Regions from separate parts of the Ovis aries genome. Here region 1 is linked to region 2. The links are chromatin contacts, called in public Hi-C maps. All regions are on one chromosome and are shown on one strand. The core of a region is the stretch at or near the end of the contact, and the rest is flanking DNA. Distances in the headings are between cores, read along the strand shown.

Region 1 (6,865 bases), core at 2,205-4,704, 350 kb after region 2:
TCATTAAGTAAAAATATCAGTTAAGAACAGAGCCCTTTATATCCCTAAGTGCCCTTTCAGTTAAACTTTATTAACTAGCCAACAGATCAGGCAATTAATAGGCTAGCTTTGAAAGAAACAATTCTGAACATCCAATAATTACTCGACCTATCCTTCAATCCTTGCTTATGGAATGATTCCATGCTGCTGGAATTCCTCTGGAGATGTGTGAATGTGGTTGCATGGTGTGGGAAGCTGAGAGGCTGTTTCCTGCTTTTCCTTCTGTGTGGAATGACTGCTCGATCCTGGATATAAGAAGAACCAGGTCACGCCGACTCTAGGTAGGACCTCCAGTGTTAAAAGGCAGGCAGGTGGAATAAAGAAAGTAACTCCCGGTCTGCTGCCAGCTGGAGGCAGGGACGCTGAATCCGAATCCAGAAGGATGTCCTAAGATCCAAGGACTATGGAATTGCCCTTCACCGAATCTACGCCCGCTCACAAGAGACGCAGCGGCGCCCCCAAAGGTCAGACTCCTGTTTACCTCTCGGGCGATGAACGGGCTTGGGTTCAGGCGGCCAAACCGCCGCGCTGGGTTACTCATCTCCAAAGAAACCAGCCCCTCCACGTGGCTTGGGTAGAAAGAGAGTCAATGAGAAGAACCGTTGTTTGGGATGAGTCAACCCCGCCACCAGGAGCACTACTCGGGGGAGTTGAAATAATCAGCTGCTATCCCCAGCTTTTCAGGGGCATGTTGCAGCCGAGGGGAAAGCGCTGGGGCGAGGGTGGGCTGGGGGGGAACAGCTGTCCTCCGGGTGCGACCCCCCACCCCGAACCCCGAGCAGCGCCAACTCCCAGGTTTCAGCGAGGCGCGGCGCGCGCCGCCCCGCGTGGCCGTGATTGCGGGTTTTAATTAGGGAGGAGGCGCGCGGGGGCCGACTGGAGCAGTAAAAGTTATTGTTTTATTTGTAAAGGGGGCCTGATTCTTGCAATAGAGGCTGGTTCCTCCACCCGGGCGGGCAGCTCTCTCGTGGAGGGGCGCCCGGAGAACCCCCGTTCCGCGCGCAAGCCTCTTCCTGCCGGATGCGCCAGCCCCGCGCATCCTCGGAGGGGCGGGCTCGGCCCGGAGAAGGTGCGAGAGAAGCCCCGCGGGGCTGGCCCGACCCTCTAGCCCAGGCCGACGCCTGCTCGCCCCCCGCCTTCACTCCCCTCCCCTTCCTCCTTCTCCCGGGCGCCCTGGGCTGCGCCCACCGGCCGGCAGAGGCCACAGGAGGCATGTCGCCCAGGAAAGGGGGAGCATCCCAAGACTCGGGGTGCGCCCCGCCTTCCTGCCGGCCGGTTACGGAGGCCTGGGGAGGGGGCCCCCCGGGGTGCCCCCCCACCCGTTCCTCCCGCTCACGCCCCGCAGGGTGGCCCGCCGCCGAGGCCCCGACCCTCGGAGTCCTGGCCGAGGACGCGGCCGCTTTGTCTGGGCTCAAGGCGCGTCTGCGAAGCCCACCGAACCCGGAAGATCACCGAGAGCCTCGACCCCCCACCCCCAAGCCCAGCCTCAGCCTCTCCCCCTCGGGCGCCGGTTCACCACCTCCCGAAAGACCCTTTTGTCCGTCAGCAAAGCCCCAGGTCTACCCAGGGATGCCCACCCATTCACCCCCGCCCCCTCTCCCCCGAGTCCTTCTCTGACAATCGAGCCAGGCTGAAGGTTCAAGCCACCCCTTCCCAGTGTTAAGGACCTCACACAGTTCGGGGACCCCCCCTCCCCGAATAGCCCATTTGGAGATTTATTGAGGCATAACGACCATCCCGCACATGCCTCTTTGGCTTTTTCTTTCTCTTCCAGTCCCCTTCGACTGTACTTCTGTGTTAATTTTCTATCAAAGAACAGCGTCTTCTGTACAGATAAGCCGGCTTTTTGTTCACTTAAATTCTCATTACTTAGGGAAGAGCAGAAATATTAAGAAATGGAGTGCGTTAAGTTTAGTGTGTGTGTGTGTGTGTGTGTGTGTGTGTGAGTGCGCGCGCGCGTGTACACACGTTTTAGCTGTCCTGTGCCCCCGCCTCCCCGCCCCAGCGTGCAAGGGTTCTATCTTCGTCCTCATCTTTAGGGAAAAGAAAAACCAGGCTGGCATCTCTGCCAGTTTGGAGTTTCCGATAGCGACAGCAGACACCTCCGGATGAGGCAGGATTTCCGAAACAGGACTTCGAGCAGAGTTGACAACCAGGGGTCACATCCTCAGAAAAAAAAAAAAAAAGAACGTTTCCAAGCTATGTAAGCAACACAAAGTTGCAACCACCTCCTGGGTAAACTTCAAAGTCACAGAGGCTGGGGAGAGGGAGGAAGGAAGTGTGATATTTAGAGAACTGACTAGGGTGGAGGAAGATTCTGAACTCATCTAGACAAACTAAAGAAAAAGCAGAAATCTAGTCTGTGTGAAGTAGAACCCAGTTTCCAAAACTGTAACCATGACGCCCATGCATTTGACCCACGGACAGCAAAGAAGCAAGTATCACTGGTTGACCTGGAGTTTCTAACTCAAATGATGATACACAGATCTACTCGACGCCAAACAACAACAACAACAACAAAAACCAACACACAATTGTAAAGAGGAGACGCATTTCCTACTTTCTGGGCTTTAACTTCAGCCTTTCAGGAAGCCAGTTTCTGCTGGTACCTCCCTTTAGAGCTAGCACAGAGAAGGAAGGAAGGGCAGTAAAGACATGTGGACCGAGTTCTGCCCTGGGACTAAAAAGGGCAAGGGTGCCCGTTCTTTGTTGACACTCTGCGGGGACTTCTTTGGCTTGCGAGCCCCGGCAGCAAGGCAGCTGTCACTATCACCGCGCAGGGCAAGTTGAACTCCTACTGAGAACCCGCCGTGGAGAAATCACACACCTCAACAACATCCTTTGTTATTTACTTCACGAGACTAAGCGCTCACAGGCGGACCCCACCGCTAACACGACCCCAACGCTCACTCGACCGCTTCTATTCACATCTCATTCGCGGCTGGACTTTTTGTCAGATCCTAGAATGAAGCTTTGCATTTACCCGATGAGTTGCGTCTCCTGGTGCTCCTCGGTCCGTGCCATCTCTTTTGTCTTATAAAAGATCAGGAGCAGACTGATGGTGCAGATCGTCCACCGCTTCCTGATGGAGCGCATCTTGGGTGCCCGGGAAACTCCTGGTGGCCCCAGCTCCCTCACCTCCTCTTCATAGAAAGATTCCGTTCGGGGGAGAGGTAGTCGCGGGGCGTGGGGGCAAGATCTGTAAAAGCCGAGGAGACCGTGGAGCCGGAATCTCCCCAGCTGGTCTCGAGGGTCCTCTGCGGCCGAGCTCCGGCTGGTACCCGAGCGCTGCGCGGGGCGCTCTCTCTCGCGGTTCCCTCCAGCTCGGCCCGGGTCGGTCCAGCGCCTCCTCCCTGGGGCTTCGGTTCCTTTGCAGGAGAGACACCTTGTGCATTGGAGGTGGCGGCCGCTTCTGCAGCGGGGTTCGGGGGCGTCACTGGCCCTTCCCTTTTTGCTAGCATGGAAATGATGAGCAAAGCCAGCCAATCACGGCGCCGAGGGGGCGGAGGCTGCTGTTGCCTTCGGTCTCCGGCTGCTGCTTGCAGAGTAACGTCGCCGGCATTGCCTGCGCGGTGCGTAGAGAGGAAGCTCGCGAGCTCAGTCTTGTACATACACAATCGCGCTCACACACACACACACACACACACACACTCATACGCACGCACCAGTGCTCGCACACCGTGGGAAGAGAGCGGCGCCCGAGGAAAATGTCAGCTCGTCCTCTCGGGACAGTAAAGCTTGAGCTCGATCTGGGGACCAGGGCGCACATAGATAGTCTTCTCCGCTTCCGCGTGGAGAAGACCCCGCGGCTGGGGACACAGATCGGAGACGCGATCTGAGAGCTGAGGGTGGCTAGCAAGAGGGGTAGCCGCTTCCAGGCGTCTTTGCTAAATATACACCCTCGCGCGCGCACACAGGCCAAACGCAGGGCCTCCAGAGGGGAGTGAATGGGGGGCGGGAGGAGGAGGGGTTTGGAGGACGTTTGATGTGCTGGGCGCCGCTCCATCCCGAAAGGAAAAACACGCGCGCAAGAGCGGATCTCCCACTCCGGGTGGGTGGTGGATGACCAGCCCAGCTCAGAATCTGGCAAGGAACCAGTGAGATGGCAGAGGTGTCATCGGGGACTTGATGGATATTTAGGAGGGTCGATCGCTGCCATTTGAAAACTCCTCACGCAGAAGTCAAGGAAACTCCAATCCCACTTTAACTTTCAGAGTCTGAGAAAAGCAGAATCTCCTTTTTAAAACGCAGGTAGACTTACACACACACACAACCATACACGCATACACACATGCACACACCCAGAAGAAAGAAGGGAGGAGAGGAGAAATGAAGGAAGGGAGGGAGGAAGAAGGGGGAAAAGGAAAAACAGCAAGCTTTTCTCTCAAAGTCGTAGTAAATTGTATTCAGCCTAATTCTCACCCTCTCTTTCCCTCCACTGTTTGTTTGTTTGACTTCTACTGTATTGGTGGCGGGAGCACTTTTTCTTTCCTAGTCTTAGTTAGAGTCCCTCTCCAACTCTTGGGTCCCCTAGCCTCAGCCAGAGAGAAGCTTGCGACTTAGTTTGCCTTGGTTTGTTTTTTGCATGGTGTGAGTATGGTGGAGGTGCGTGAGGGAGTCAGTCCTAAAGTGAGACAGTGCCTGGAAGCCAGAATTTCCCCCATCTATCTGAGCAGGATCCAGACCCTCTGCTTTTAGTCCTTCCCCCTGAGCCTCTCTCAATTCTATTTCTCTTCCTTTGGGTTCAGCAATGGCTCCAGCTGTCATCCGCCCTTGGCCGCTAGGCCTTCCACCCCCCTGAACTTAGAAATGGTGAGGTTCACTGCCAGTCCTCTGCTGGAGGGGAGCAATACTGGCAAAAACTTCTAGTCCCTTGACAGCGTAAAATAACAAGGATAACAGCCAACACCTTTGCTTAAAAACTTGGGATCCCTGGCGATGTTTGCCATTCTTCACCTAAGATGTAGAAAATTAAGAACCACTCAGGTCTCCAGCCTCCTATTCACAGCAGAGTGAAAGGAAGTTGGGTCTAAAAAGCTCAAAGGAGCAAGTAATTATGAACCTTTATTGACACTACAAGTGGCCCACTGGGAACCTTTCGAGTTTATTGATGTCTCGGGAAATCCCGCTTGCATTAATGCAGCTTGAACACAGTTCCTTCTCACTAGCAGAAACTGCAAGAATAAACAGCTTCTTATTTAAGTGAGAAGGGTGCCTGGATGCAGAGGAAGTGGGCAATGCATGGTTAGGATGTGAGCTAAGTTAACTTCTGATGTTTAAGCAGTAAACAAACATATTCTGAATTCCAAATAAAACACTATTTGCTGCTGCTGACAGTGTAATATATATAATTTAATTAAATTCATCCAACATTTCTTAAGCAATTCCTATGGACCAGAAAATGCCTTCAGTTCAGTTCAGTTCAGTTCAGTAGCTCAGTGGTGTCCGACTCATTGCAACCCCATGAATTGCAGCAAACCAGGCCTCCCTGTACATCGCCAACACCTGCAGTTTACCCAAACTCATGTCCATCGAGTTGGTGATGCCATCCAGCCATCTCATTCTCTGTCGACCCCTTCTCCTCCTGCCCCCAATCCCTCCCAGAATAAAGGTCTTTTCCAATTAGTCAGCTCTTTGCATGAGATGGCCAAAGTACTGCAGTCTCAACTTCAGCGCCACTCCTTCCAATGAACACCCAGGACTGATATCCTTTAGGATGGACTGGTTGGATCTCCTTGCAGTCCAAGACTCTCAAGAGTCTTCTCCAACATCACACTTCAAAAGCATCCATTCCTCGGTGCTCCACTTTCTTCACAGTCCAACTCTCACATCCATACATGACCACAGGAAAAACCATAGCCTTGTCTAGACGGGCCTTTGTTGGCAAAGTAACGTCTCTGCTTTGCAATATGCCATCTAGGTTGGTCATAACTTTCCTTCCCAGGAGTAAGCATCTTTTAATTTCATGGCTGCAGTCACCATCTGCAGTGATTCTGGAGCCCAGAAAAATAAAGTCTGCACTGTTTCTACTGTTTCCCCATCTATTTCCCATGAAGTGATGGGACCAGATGCCATGATCTTAGTCTTCTGAATGTTAAACTTTAAGCCAACTTTTTCACTCTCCTCTTTCACTTTCATCAAGAAGCTTTTTAGTTCCTCTTCACTTTCTGCCATAAGGGTGGTGTCATCTGCATATCTGAGGTTATTGAGATTTCTCCAGGCAATCTTGATTCCAGCTTGTGCTTCTTCCAGCCCAGCACTTCTCATGATGTACTCTGCATAGAAGTTAAATAAGCAGGGTGACAATATACAGCCTTGACGTACTCCTTTTCCTATTTGGAACCAGTCTGTTGTTCCACATCCAGTTCTAACTGTTGCTTCCTGGCCTGCATATAGGTTTCTCAAGAGGCAGGTCAGGTGGTCTGGTATTCCCATCTCTTTCAGAATTTTCCACAGTTTATTGTGATCCACACAGTCAAAGGCTTTGGCATAGTCAATAAAGCATAAATAGATGTTTTTCTGGAACTGTCTTGCTTTTTTCCATGATCCAGTGGATGTTGGCAATTTGATCTCTGGTTCCTCTGCCTTTTCTAAAACCAGCTTGAACATCTGGAAGTTAAGGGTTCATGTATTGCTGAAGCCTGGCTTGGAGAATTTTGAGCATTACTTTACTAGCGTGTGAGATGAGTGCAATTGTGTGGTAGTTTGAGCATTCTTTGGCATTGCCTTTCTTTGGAATTGGAATGAAAACTGACCTTTTCCAGTCCTGTGGCCACTGCTGAGTTTTCCAAATTTGCTGGCATATTGAGTGCAGCACTTTCACAGC
Region 2 (6,837 bases), core at 842-3,341:
GATAAATGATGACTCCAAGATTTTACATCTGAACACCTGAGTAAAGAATAATGGCATTAATCAAGATGAGGAAGACAATGGTAAAACGAGACATTGTAAGGAAGGAAAGATGGTGCTTTTGTTTTATTTTTTGGTGTTGAATATTGGATATTTTGAGGAGTGGAAAGGAGTAGCATTAAATACTAACCTTCCATGTAAGGCTCTGAATAAGATTGTGGATAAGGGAGAGAAGAAACCCAAGGAGCCACTTCATTATTGATAAATGTCCAGGTTGGAAACTAAAATTAGTGTGTGTCACCAATGGTCTTTCTCACACTGGAACCCAGCATTAAGATGCCTAGTCCTGGCAATTCCACATGGGTCTGCATGAGTCTATTACCCACCAGCAGCTAGAAGACACTATACTGACCACCTTACCTACAATAGTCCTTTACACAATTTTTACTACAGACTCTGTACTTGTCATTTTTAACATGCACTTCAAAATAAGAATGAATGTTACTATTATGTTATTTCCATCTGACCCTAAGGGGCTATGAGAGCAAGGATGATATCTTGTCTACTGTTCAATACTCAAATACAGTTCTGAAGGAGTAGAAAGTCTAAAAAATTTGTTGAATGAGGAAGTTTTTAAAAGAACAGATCCTAACTTCAATTTCTGGTCTGTTGTTTTTGTTTATAATCTGGTCACCCCAAAGTTCCATATTACTGATGTCAAAGTTAAACAGGCAGAGACTTATTCAAGACGATCACAACAGAAAAGAGGGGCCAGGACTCTGTCTGAACTCAATTCAACAGAAAGCTTAAGATATTTTAAGAGTAGGAAAACTCTCAGGTCAGTTCTGTTTACCCAAAGGAAATTCCGACTCTTTTTGACCTCATGCACTGTAGCCCACCAGGCTCCTCTGTCCATGGGATTTTCCAGGCAATGATACTTGGGTGGGTTGCCATTTCCTTCTTCAGGGGATTTTCCCAACGCAGGGGTTGAATCCGGGTCTCCTGCACTGCAGGCGGATGCTTTACCATCTGAGCTACTAGGGAAGCCTTCACAAAGGAAAAGTAAAATTTCTCTAAGCTTCGTGACGGGAGGCAGTTTTACAACTTGAAACAAAGCGCCTGCCTAACTTAGGCTTCTATGCTTCCAAGGAGACTGGGAGTTACGGGTGCTGTCTCCTTTTCTGCCATTTTAAAAGGATGACTCCTAGTTCAAGAAAGACAGCCCTGGGTTGTAACACGGGAAAGAACTTTTAAAAAGATTTATATCCCCAAAATGCAGAGAATCAATTACCAGTTACCAATACCTGTACCAATTATTGCTACAGTTAACAGTTTTCTAACGTAACGCTCTAAGGAAAGGGAGGTCAAGGACCCAGAGGCAGGAAAAAAATACCTGATAAAATGTGTACCTGAGCTGAGGGAAACGTCAAGGCGGTCTTTAATAAATGATTAGCTGTATTTATGCAGTTTTGCACCAAAAAACTCAAAGTATGAGCTTCCACTCTTTCCCGGTTTCTTCCTGCAAAGAGTTGCACACTTGACACAACTTTTTCCTTTCTTTCTAGTGCGCCAACCTCCCTGTCTAGTAAAATGTGTACCTGAGCTGAGGGAAACGTCAAGGTGGTCTTTAATAAATGATTGGCCGTGTTTCTGCACTTTTGCACCAACGAACTCAAAAGATGAACTTCCAATCTCTCCTGGTTTCTTCCTGCAAAGAGTTGCTGCACACTTGACACAACTGTTTACTTTTTTTCTAGTGACCTAACAACCCAGTCTAGTAAAATATGTACCTGAGCTGAGGGAAACGCCAAGGCAGTCTTTAATAAGTAACTGGTTGTATTTCTTCAGTTTTGCACCAACGAACTCATATTACAAGCTTCCACTCTCTCCTGGATTCTTCCCGCAAAGCGTTGCTGCACACTTGACACAACTCTCTTCCCGTTTGCTTTCCTTCTAGGGAGCAAACCGCAGGCTCCCTCCCCTCGACTTCCGGAAGTGCGCGGGGCGCAAACGGTCTCACGCGCCTGACGTCACGGAACGCGCCAGCCCCGGAAGGTTAGCAACCGGGAGCGTCCCTAGTAGCAGGGGGCTGCTGAGATGTACGAACTTCCGGTTGTCGACAGCAGCTGCAGCTGCCGCCTCCGCCACCTGCGGCGGGCCAGGTCTTCGCCCGGGCCTCAGTCAGCGTTTCTCCCCCGTCTCTTCAGTTAACACGCCCATGGTCCCGCCTGGAGCCAGGGCGGCGGGCGCCGGAGCTCGCGCGCGGTGAGGGAGCCGGCCGCGGACCATGCAGCCGACGCTCTGCAGCTGCTGCCTCAGCCGCGCCCTGGCCTCGGCGCTCCTGCTGTCCCTGCTGCTGCCCGAATTGAGCGGGCCCTCCGCGGGACGGCCGCCGGCAGCGCGGGCCGCGCCCGACCCCCAGCCCGCGGCGCGCGGGCCGCGCACCCGGCCGCCTCCGCCGCCCGGGCCCTCCGCCGCCCGGCCCGCGGGCCGCGCTCCGGCCTTGGAAGCCGCGGGCTCGCGGGGAGCCGAGGGCGGCAATGGCAGCACGCCCGGGGCGGGGCCGGCCGCCGACGACCCTGGCGGGAAGGCGGGGGCCGGGGGCCCGGCGGGCGGCGTCCTGGCCGTGAGCCCCGACCCCGGCGACAAGCCCATGACCCAGCGGGCCCTGACCGTGCTGATGGTGGTGAGCGGCGCGGTGCTGGTGTACTTCGTCGTCAGGACGGTCAGGTGAGGCGAAGCCTCCGCGAGCCTCCCCGGCAGGCCTGAGGCGCGCTTGTCTGCCGACCTCCTCCCACCCCCTCAGTCACGGTGCCTGCTGAGTGAGATTGTGACGAGGACTGTCTTGAAAGCCTGTGGTACCTTTGGGAGTGTTCAGACCGCCAAGTTCGTGCTGCCTCCCTTTTCATGTGTAAACTATCAATTAGCACCGAACCTCTATATCAATATTTATTTGAGTAAATTGATAGTAATGCAGAATGATCTTTAAGGATGATTTATAAAATGGAAAAAAGAAGTTCTTTTAACAGCAGTTTCCTGCTGTTGACTTTTAACTTGCCACCATCGGTTGTACCTTATGAAGTTTCTTGCTTTCCACCTTTTCTGAACCTGGAAACTGACAACTGCGTAGGTTCAATCATTGTTAGAGTCCCCATTAGAAACATCTAGCATTCATTTTGCATGACACTAAATAATGGACATGAGTTTGAGTAAACTCCGGGAGTTGGTGATGGACAGGGAGGCATGGCGTGCTGCAGTCCATGGGGTCGCAAAGAGTCTGAGCGACTGAACTGAAATAATATGGTGTGAAATATTACCAATTTCTTGATAAGGTGGAAAACTGATACCTGTGCAGCAAAGGGAAAAAAGTCATAAATATGATCCCGTTATAATATTGGAGAGTATGTTTAATATCTTAACAACTATATATGTTTTAACTTTACAAAATTTGGATTAGTAAATGGATAGACTTACTTTTTTTAAACTTCCAAAAAGCTTTTCTAAAATGAATTCATCTGTAAATAATTCTAAGTCATTCAGAAGCTTAAAGTTACAAATGAATAGTTTTTTGAGCTTATTCTTAATATAGAATGTTAGAGAATTAGTTAAATTTCAGATTTGTTACAAATATGGACACTTAAACCACGTCTTTAACTTTACCTAGGATAAAACTAACCTAGGAGAATAAAGTGATGTCCCACGATATATAATAATCATCACTGATTGTACAATCCATCATTTGCTTCGTTTGAATTTTTTTCCATGATGTTTGTGTCCAAATCTGTGATCAGCCTTTTGATTAAATCAGGTCCTTACATTGTACCAGGTTATGAATAAGTAAATGACTATCACTTATTTTTCTACTCCCTTTAATGCCTTATCAAGTAGAAAAGGAATTATATAGGTCAATTGGTGATATTTTATATTGTCGTAAGTAACTTCCACTTGATACGTTCTATTGTTACAGAAGTAAAGTTATATTATGGCATGAATCATGGTATTATAACATGCCAAATATGTAATGAGACCGATTTGGAAAAGTCATGATAAAGCCTCTTTAATTGAGTTGGGGACCACCTCTGAAGCGTTGAAATGCAGAGCTAAGAACTCGCTGTTAGAAGAAGCCGAGAGAAGAGCTAAGGAAGCTCTAGGTAGTTCCCTCCTATTTACTGCGGTAGAGGTAGTTGTGTGGGAAGGTACTGGTTTGTTTTCCAAATTATTTCACTTTTTTTCTCCCCTATAACTGCCTACCTTCAACCATTTCATATATTTCTTTAAATGGATTTACTTAAAGTTTCCTTTTAAACATATCTGTTTATTATTTTGTGAGTGAAAAACATTATTTAAGCGAACATTCCTTGGCTTAAATAACTAACTGAAAAAGCACAGCGTAACAGGGAACCCTGGAGGGTGGTAGGGTTCTCTGAGACCTGTTCAGGTATCTGCAATATTGAAACTATTTTCAAAATAATACATTCCCTTATAAGTTTATGACTTCCCTGGTGGCTTAGACAGTAAAGCATCTGCCTACAATGCCGGAGACCGGGGTTCAATCCCTGAGTTGGGAAGATCTCCTGGAGAAGGAAATGGCAACCCACTCCAGTATTCATGTCGGGAAAATCCCATGGACGGAGGAGCCTGGTAGGCTACAGTCCATGGGGTCGCAAAGAGTCAGATATGACTGAGTGACTTCACTATAAGTTTATAGGACCCAAGAAGTTTATTGATAATAGTTTCAAATTCCGCAGTGCAGCTAACTCATAAGAAACTAACTCTTGTCGCGTTTTGGTGTTCTATCAAAAAAAAAATGTTAACACCAGAATCTGAAAAGCTATTAAAATGTACCTCCATTTTCCAAGCTCACATCTACTGTACCTGGATTTTCTTCACATCCTTCAACTAGACAACGCATAGCAAATGATTGAAGGCTGAAGCAGATATGAAAATCTAGCAGTTTCCTATTTTTCTAATTTCTCTCTCTTCATTTTCTATCTCGTTCTCTCTATTTAAGCCAGACATTAACAAGATTTGAAAAAAAAAAAACCTAAATCTGTGCCATTTTTCACCTTTGTTGGTTTTCTTTTTGACTATATTTTTCACAAAAAGCTATGTTAATCTGTAGTGGATTTATTATCATTTTAAAAAGCAAATGGTATTTAAAATTTTCTTAGGTTTAATTAATATATTACGAATTGATATTTATAATCCACATAATTATAAGCTATTCAGGGTCTTAAATAATTTTTAAGAATGTAAAGCAATTTTAAGATCTAATGCTTGACAATCACTGGTGGAAACATTATTTGAGCTGCCATAGTATAGGTTCACAAAACCCAGCAAATCCAGGCCCACTTTTATTAAAGAGAAAGCTAGAAAATGTTCATGAGGTGTTACAGGCATATAACCACCAAACTGAAACTTTCTTCTTGATATGAAAAAAATATTAGAAGAAAATTGAGCAGTAATTATTCTTCTCAACATGTAATTGTTATTTAATGCTGTATATTTCCCATATAGCATTGGAGTACCCTAAGTATTGTTTCATACACAAAATAAATGATGAGTCTGATGATTGATCTTTTTTTATTTTGCTTTTACCTTATTTGTAATCTTAACATATAAATATTTCTTGCCATGGATTTTCCATCTTCATTTCTGTAAAGCTTATAAGCGTGCAGTCTTTTCAGTCTGATTCTATTGGATGAGTCACTAACATTGTCTGTTAACAGCAAAATTCTGAATCTATGGCTAAGAAAAATTGGACTCTTTAACTAGCATCTAGTACATTCATTCAGGCCAACTCCTAAATATAGTTGGCCCCCTGATGTCCAACTTGATTGATGCTAACAATGTCTGGGCAATGTTCAGAACAGAACTCATTCTTTTTGCTTCCAGATTATGAAAATCATTTATTTTGATGAATATCCATTTTGACTCTCCACTTCCAAAATAGGTGTGGCAACACAGCAGCATTATTTATTTGTGCCAACAGGGAAGAATGGGCCAAAAATCATCCTTTAGTTAACTGATATGAGAAAATACTGAGAATATTTTACTTGTAAAGGACTTGAACTCCATAAAACTTCCATACTGTTTTTAATCTAATTCAGTTATTAAGAATGTGTAACTAGAAGTAACTTCTCCTCTGAGTCTAGAACTATTCCAAAGAAAAATTAGATTCTCCCTGTAGAAATTGTAATATATATATAGAAGGAATAAAATAGGCTTCCTAAGATTAGTATATAGTCTTTACGAAAAGAGACTCTCGTTGTATGTCTTATTCTCGATTATATCTGCAGTGCTGAACATTATGTACAAAATGTGGTAGGCACTGGGTAAGCAGTTGCCTAATATATGAGCATTCTTGGTTCTTAATCAGGGATCAGTGGGTCTAGGGAAGACTCAAAAACCTCAGAACAAAGGCTCTTTACAAATCATTATTTAGCTAAGGCTAAGTACAGTGTTTGCATTCAGGCATTAACTAAATGAACTGGGCTTGATTACACTGAGAAATGTTTGGGTAGGGAAAACAGTTATTTTATTAGACTTTTCAAAGGAAATAACATTTTCCATCTCCTGTGTATTTTTCCTTTAACACTTCCTTCCAATATTAAAGGAATATTAGGTTACTACTTCTCTTAGTTACTATATTAATTAAACACATAGAATGACCCCAGCTAACTTAAACTAAAGGGGATTTCTTGGAAGAATATTGAGATCTCAGAAAGTCAAAATGCAACAATTAGAACCGGACATGGAACAACAGACTGGTTCAAAATTGGGAAAGGATTATGTCAAGGCTGTATATTTGTCACCCTGCTTATTTAACTTATATGCAGA

What was found. Hi-C and Micro-C count contacts between places; a contact is called where the count stands out from the background.
Region 1: a contact with region 2 is called in a Hi-C map of liver, with 8 times the contacts expected there. The contact joins the promoter of ST8SIA4 here to the promoter of FAM174A in region 2. A contact is called at or near these places in 5 of 16 Hi-C or Micro-C datasets (blood, hypothalamus, liver and 1 more).

Annotation. Positions count from the first base shown.
Region 1 is chr5:97,711,026-97,717,890 of ARS-UI_Ramb_v3.0, forward strand. It overlaps ST8SIA4 (ST8 alpha-N-acetyl-neuraminide alpha-2,8-sialyltransferase 4), which reads right to left and starts at 3,455. Exons shown (of 6, transcript XM_042250791.1): 1 at 3,023-3,455. The coding sequence starts at 3,135.
Region 2 is chr5:97,364,431-97,371,267 of ARS-UI_Ramb_v3.0, forward strand. FAM174A (family with sequence similarity 174 member A) reads left to right here and starts at 2,092. Exons shown (of 3, transcript XM_042250790.2): 1 at 2,092-2,727. The coding sequence starts at 2,285. LOC132659908 (a long non-coding RNA gene) reads right to left here and starts at 1,952. Exons shown (of 2, transcript XR_009600941.1): 1 at 1,788-1,952.